Regions from separate parts of the Zea mays genome. Here region 1 is linked to region 2. Evidence: chromatin contacts called from public Hi-C data. All regions are on one chromosome and are shown on one strand. The core of a region is the stretch at or near the end of the contact, and the rest is flanking DNA. Distances in the headings are between cores, read along the strand shown. Region 1 holds the start of LOC100279452 (Zinc-finger homeodomain protein 8). Region 2 holds the start of LOC100285819.

Region 1 (2,738 bases), core at 24-2,523, 250 kb after region 2:
CCTTCTCTAGTTCAAGCGGAGTGCGGCGACGAAGCTCCGTTGGCGTTGTCCGTGGTGTAGTCGGTGGCGACGGTGGGCGCCGACGAGGCGGCGCCGTTGATGTTGAAGCCGGTGGCGGCCGTCGGGGACGAGGTGAGGACGGGAGGGGGAGGGGTGATCCTGGACGGGTGGAATGACGGTGCTGCAGCAGCGCCGGCGCCGGCGGCTGGGGTTTGGAGCGACGCGGCGGCGGGGGCGGGGGCGGGCGAGGAGGCGCTGCGGCGGGCGCTGTGCCCGCCCAGGAAGTTGTGCTTGTTGTTGTGCATCCAGACCTTGAAGACGCCCTTGCCGACGCCGATGTCGCGGCACCACTCGTCGACGATGGCCTCGTCGCGCTTCTGCAGCCGCCACCCGAGCCGCTCCGACAGCTCCTGCATCCGCTGCTTCTGCTCGGCGGTGAACTTGGTGCGGAACCGCTTCCTGGGCATGGGCATCGCGCCCCCGGCGTGGGGCGGCGCGCTGGACGGCGTCAGCTGGGTCGGGGCCAGCCTCTGCGCCGGGGATACCGCCACCGCGGGCCCGGGCACGCCGGAACCTAGCGAGAGCACCATGTGCGGCGCCGTCGGGAAGTAGGACGGTGGCGGGGGCTGCTGCGCCACCGGCGCCGGCAGCAGGTGGTGCGGCGGCGGCGGCGGGGACACCGACCGCTCCTCGTCGTACTCCGAGCCTTCCGAGTCGGAATCGGAGTCGTCGGCGTCGACGACCCCCGGGTGGCGGTCCTCGGGCGTCTCCTCCCGGGCGCGGTGCGGCTGGCCGTGCATCACGCTCGGCGGAGGCGGGAGCGCCAGCGGCGCGGGCGCGGGCGGCGGAGGGGAACCCTCCAGCGTCCGGCGGTGGAAGTTGCGGTGGCACCCGCACGCCGCGCACTTGAGCGACGTCGGGTCGGCGGGGTTGGCCCCCGGCGAGGGCATGAACTCGCCGCAACCGTCGACGGCGTGCCCGCCCAGGCTCGCGGCGTGGTTCTTGAGGCACTCCCGGTACAGCGGCTCCCCGGCCAGCGCCACGGCCGCCGCCGGCTTCGGCTTCTTGAGGCCGGCGCCGTTGGGGAACATGACGGGCTTGTACTTGACGTCCATGGCTTCCATGCGGCGCCCCCACGCCCACTGGGGAGAGACGGGAGAGAGATTACCTCTAGCTCCTAACCCTGGGCTTTTAGCATGGGACGACGGGTCAAGGGAGGTGAAGAGAGCGCGAGGGTGAGGAGATAAGAATAAAAAGGGCAGCAGGAAGGCTAGTCACTAGTGTGTGTGAGAGATCCACAAGGAGGAAGGGGACGAGCTCATTTAATTTTTACTTAGCGAGCCAGAAAAAAAAACAATTTCTTTGGACGATACTCTATCGTATAGAGATAGATCAGTGACGACATGGGCTCGAATCCGTTGGAATATTGCTGTGGTGGCCGGGCAAAGGGTGCATGTAGACCACTGGATCGAGGATCAATGGCACCGGCGCATCTAAAGAAAAATGTGACATTTTTCTTTCTCTCCTTTGGGGGAGGTGTTGGTTGGACCCGGGATGTGTGAACTGTAGCCGTAACGACGTCACGGTATGGCATCTGTAAGCCGTTGTTATACAGTTGGCATCAACTATAGGGAAATTGAATACCATCTCACAACTACAAGAATTTAATGAAATGCTACCGGTTAGCTTAGAGATAGATACATAGATGCTGCTGACAATATACAGCTTGGATTGTCCAGACGGTTTTCCCTCCTTTACAACAGAGTACAGACCCAGACAGCCAGGAGTCAGCGCAAGTGTGGTCATAGATTCAAACCACGACGCATGTCTGTTTTCTTTTTTGTTTGACCATACGAAATATCCATCACATGTAACACCGCCTCACAATCTTCTCGTCATTTCCACTACAACACCTTTATTTAGGCATTTTATATCTACGTTAATCAAATTGAGCATGATTTTTTAAAAAAAAATTGGTCCCCCTTAAAGTTGTTGTCAAGCTCTGCCAATTTGTGTGGCATGGTTATCTTTTGGAATGTTCATACACGCACGTGCTCCCTCTGTTTAGGATTATAGTTCACTCTAACTTCGTGCTAAATCAAGTTTCTTCGTATCGACCAAATCTATATAAAAAAAGGATGCATCGACATCAAGAGCATCAAATAAGTTCTCTATGAAAATATTTTTATTACATAGCTATTTTAGTTCACGGATGTCAATATATTTTTTAAGAGCTCGGCCAAAACTAGAAAGGTTTGGTTTCGTGCAGAACTAGAGTAAAATGTAATTTGGAACAGGGCGAGTTACTTTCATCATCTACTGAGGGAGCTATAGCAACGCGATTACAAGGATTAAATGAAACACGCTGTTTCTTTGGAGAGAGAAAAAAAATGTGGATAATGATAGCATACACTACGTTTGAACTACAGTTGATAATTGTTTCCATATATATGTGTGTGGCTACGAATCAGAGTTTTCGTTATCACCTGACCGGGTGAAATTGAACCACAGTTCTTTGCATTTGTTTGACTGCTGATTCAAGGAGTCGTCATTTTCATGCGAAAAGGCTGTGTGTGAATTTATGGACCATTATTATGTCTTTGTCACCGACTTTAACAAATCTTGCCCTAGGTCCCCCTCCTGATCCTTTTTTTTTAAAAAAAAACCTCTCGAATCTTCCTCGTGTAACAGAGTATATTACTGTAAATATATTTAAAGGGACTACGGGGGGCAAGATG
Region 2 (2,700 bases), core at 125-2,624:
TAATAAACTTTAATTTCATGCTATAGTTATCATGAAACTAATATTTCATTTTTCATAGTATATAATTCGAGTAATAATTAACTAATGCGACATTTTAATCTAATTAACAACATTATCTTAACAAACTCGATACTAAATGACCTACTAATGGCGACAAAACCTTATTTCCAATGGTTTTAACAATTAATGTTGAAAATTAGACCTTTAAACATTCTATTCATATGTCGGCAGACGGAAATAAGCTTATTAAATTCTCTAATCACTTATGGCCATCAGAAATAACAACACTTAATCATGAAAAAGATGGTGAGTTGGTCCAATACCAACAATCAAAATTAGTCAATGCTAAATTTAACAAGTGAACATGCTTGAGATTGAGGAAGGCAAGGTGGACGAGCTCGATGGTCGGTTAAGGTGTGCGAGCAGCGCGGTGGGCAATTGAAAATAAACGTATGTTCTAATAACAACCAGAAATTGATTTAGCTGTCAGAAACTGATACATTTCCTATAGCTCACTTCAATGAGTAGCGCCTACGTAGTGTATGGCAACAAAAAGTATCTCCAAGTTATTAGGACTCCATCATCATATTGTGTATAAAAAAGGGTTCGACAAATTTTTGGCATTCGAAATCTTTGGGCCCTTCCATATGGTTGATTCAGTGGGTGTTGTCGCCTCGTTCCATCTGATCTTCCATGTGTCTCAACTAAAACAAGTAGTGCTAATCAAATATTAGGCATCTGATTAGTTACCCGCATCGTCTTATCCTAAGTCAATGCGCGTATTGACTTTATCTAAACGCATGTATAGTTGCATGTATCTGAAAGACAAGTACTACATGAGCAGATGCAAAATAAGTTATATTAAGCCTATGTAGCCGTATCCGCTCTTACACCTGTATTTGACCGGCCAGTCCCGCACGAGCGTGGCTTCCAGTCAGGCGCTATGTTGCTCATCTTCGTGAAGCACCGGATTGACTTTAGGTACCTGAACGTGTACTCCAACGCATGTTCAAGAAAGATTAGTTTGTGGTGGCCATTTCGCATTATGTTGCTCATTCTCAGATTCCCTTCAGGCCCTGTTCATTTTGTGCTAATCTATAGAGATTGGAAGGAATTAAATCCCCTACAAATCAAAATTCTCTCTAATCCCTTCCAATCCTCTTAATTCCTATGGTTTTGGGATCAAACGAACATGGCCTCATCTGCTTAATTCCTATGGTTTTGGGATCAAACAAACATAACGATGAACATGTAGTTCCATGAGGACTTTCGCACTCCAGTGAACGAACTAGTCAGCAACTCAGCAAAGCTCGACCCATGCTGGCCTTTTCATTTCCGGGCCAATCCAAAGGCCGAAGCCGTCCTGGATCAATCAACCAAAACCCTAGAAGGCCCACGGCCACCGTGGCACCGTGCCGCCTCCCCAACCTCAGCGACTCCGGCGGTGGTCGAGTCGAGCCCGCTAGAAATCTTTCTGCTTCGGTTCTCTGCTTGCAGCGGTAAGATATTACTCCAGCGAGGCTCCATAACCCTAGTGTGCTAGAGATATTGCTTTCAGGTTGCAGCTTATATCAGTCCCTTGCAAGGTATAGGCGTTAATCGCTTATGCTGTACTTTCGTGGATGATGCACAACCTTACCTCTGTCTAAAAATTGTGGTATTGGTACATGATGTGCTATTGGGCTACAAATAGTCTCCGGTGCACTGTATTCCGTATGTCCATTCCATTAGAGGGAGGACCGGCTGATTTGTATGTTGGTTTGAAAGGATTGAATTGTTTAATGGAGCGTCTATTCAATTTGTGAGGTCATAAAATTTCTTTCGTAAGTTGTTCAGTACAGCCAACCGGCTGTGTAAGTGTATTGAGTGTTTAGGTCCTCAGTTGGGAAAATGCTTAAACATTTTTTGTCAAAGATTCTTGGTGCCACAAACATCCTTTTGAGCTTTTACAGATATTTACCAGGTGCTGATGCTTAGTTGCATTGTTCCGTGTATCTGCATTTGAATCCTCCTAACTTTTCAACCTGAAACTGAATTGAATTCCGCAGTAAGTTCACTAGGCTTGTTGTTTGCCTTTCTTATCAAAATAGATCTAATAAGTTAGCTAACCCATTGATATCGTTAAATAGCTCCCTGGTGCATGTTTGTGTTTTCTTTTATCATGAACTTTTATTTCCCCTGCTCCTTTTATCACAAGAGGGCATATAAATTGACCAAATCACGCTAAATCTTTTCTTCACTTTGGTCAAAGGCTGATCTCAATGAAAGAAAAGATATACGAAGTTGAACGGTGATCTATGAGCACAGTGCTACAGCTCACTGATAATCTGATTGATCGTGTGAGCCGTCGTGTACTATGCTAATCTGTCCAGGATTCTGTCTTTTATCAGTTGTCTACTTTACTATTGGTTACAGGATGCCTAGGTGGCTAGGGCCTTTCTGCATATTTTTGCATCTTGCAATATGCAAGGTACTTCCCATTATATTTCGTATCATTAGATTTGAATATTTATTTTGTCTATTAATATTTGCCAGATGATGGACAGCTCTTTGCAAGTCTAGATGTGTGACCTAGTACCTAAGAAAGATTAATGCATTGTGGCCTTGTACCCCCCACTCAAGTTAGGACCAGCCACAGGTCATAGCATTTTGTGCCGGCCTTCGAGGCCTTAATGTTTCTGGTATGTTTTGGTCCTGGCT

The links. A called contact is a pair of places that touch in the nucleus more often than the background predicts.
Region 1: a contact with region 2 is called in a Hi-C map of tassel, with 2.5 times the contacts expected there. The contact joins the promoter of LOC100279452 here to the promoter of LOC100285819 in region 2. A contact is called at or near these places in 2 of 25 Hi-C or Micro-C datasets (ear and tassel).

Annotation. Positions count from the first base shown.
Region 1 is chr7:117,519,488-117,522,225 of Zm-B73-REFERENCE-NAM-5.0, forward strand. LOC100279452 (Zinc-finger homeodomain protein 8) reads right to left here and starts at 1,274. Exons shown (of 1, transcript NM_001152457.2): 1 at 1-1,274. The coding sequence starts at 1,124. The coding sequence ends at 12.
Region 2 is chr7:117,270,145-117,272,844 of Zm-B73-REFERENCE-NAM-5.0, forward strand. It overlaps LOC100285819, which reads left to right and starts at 1,375. Exons shown (of 5, transcript NM_001158709.2): 1 at 1,375-1,499; 2 at 2,536-2,681.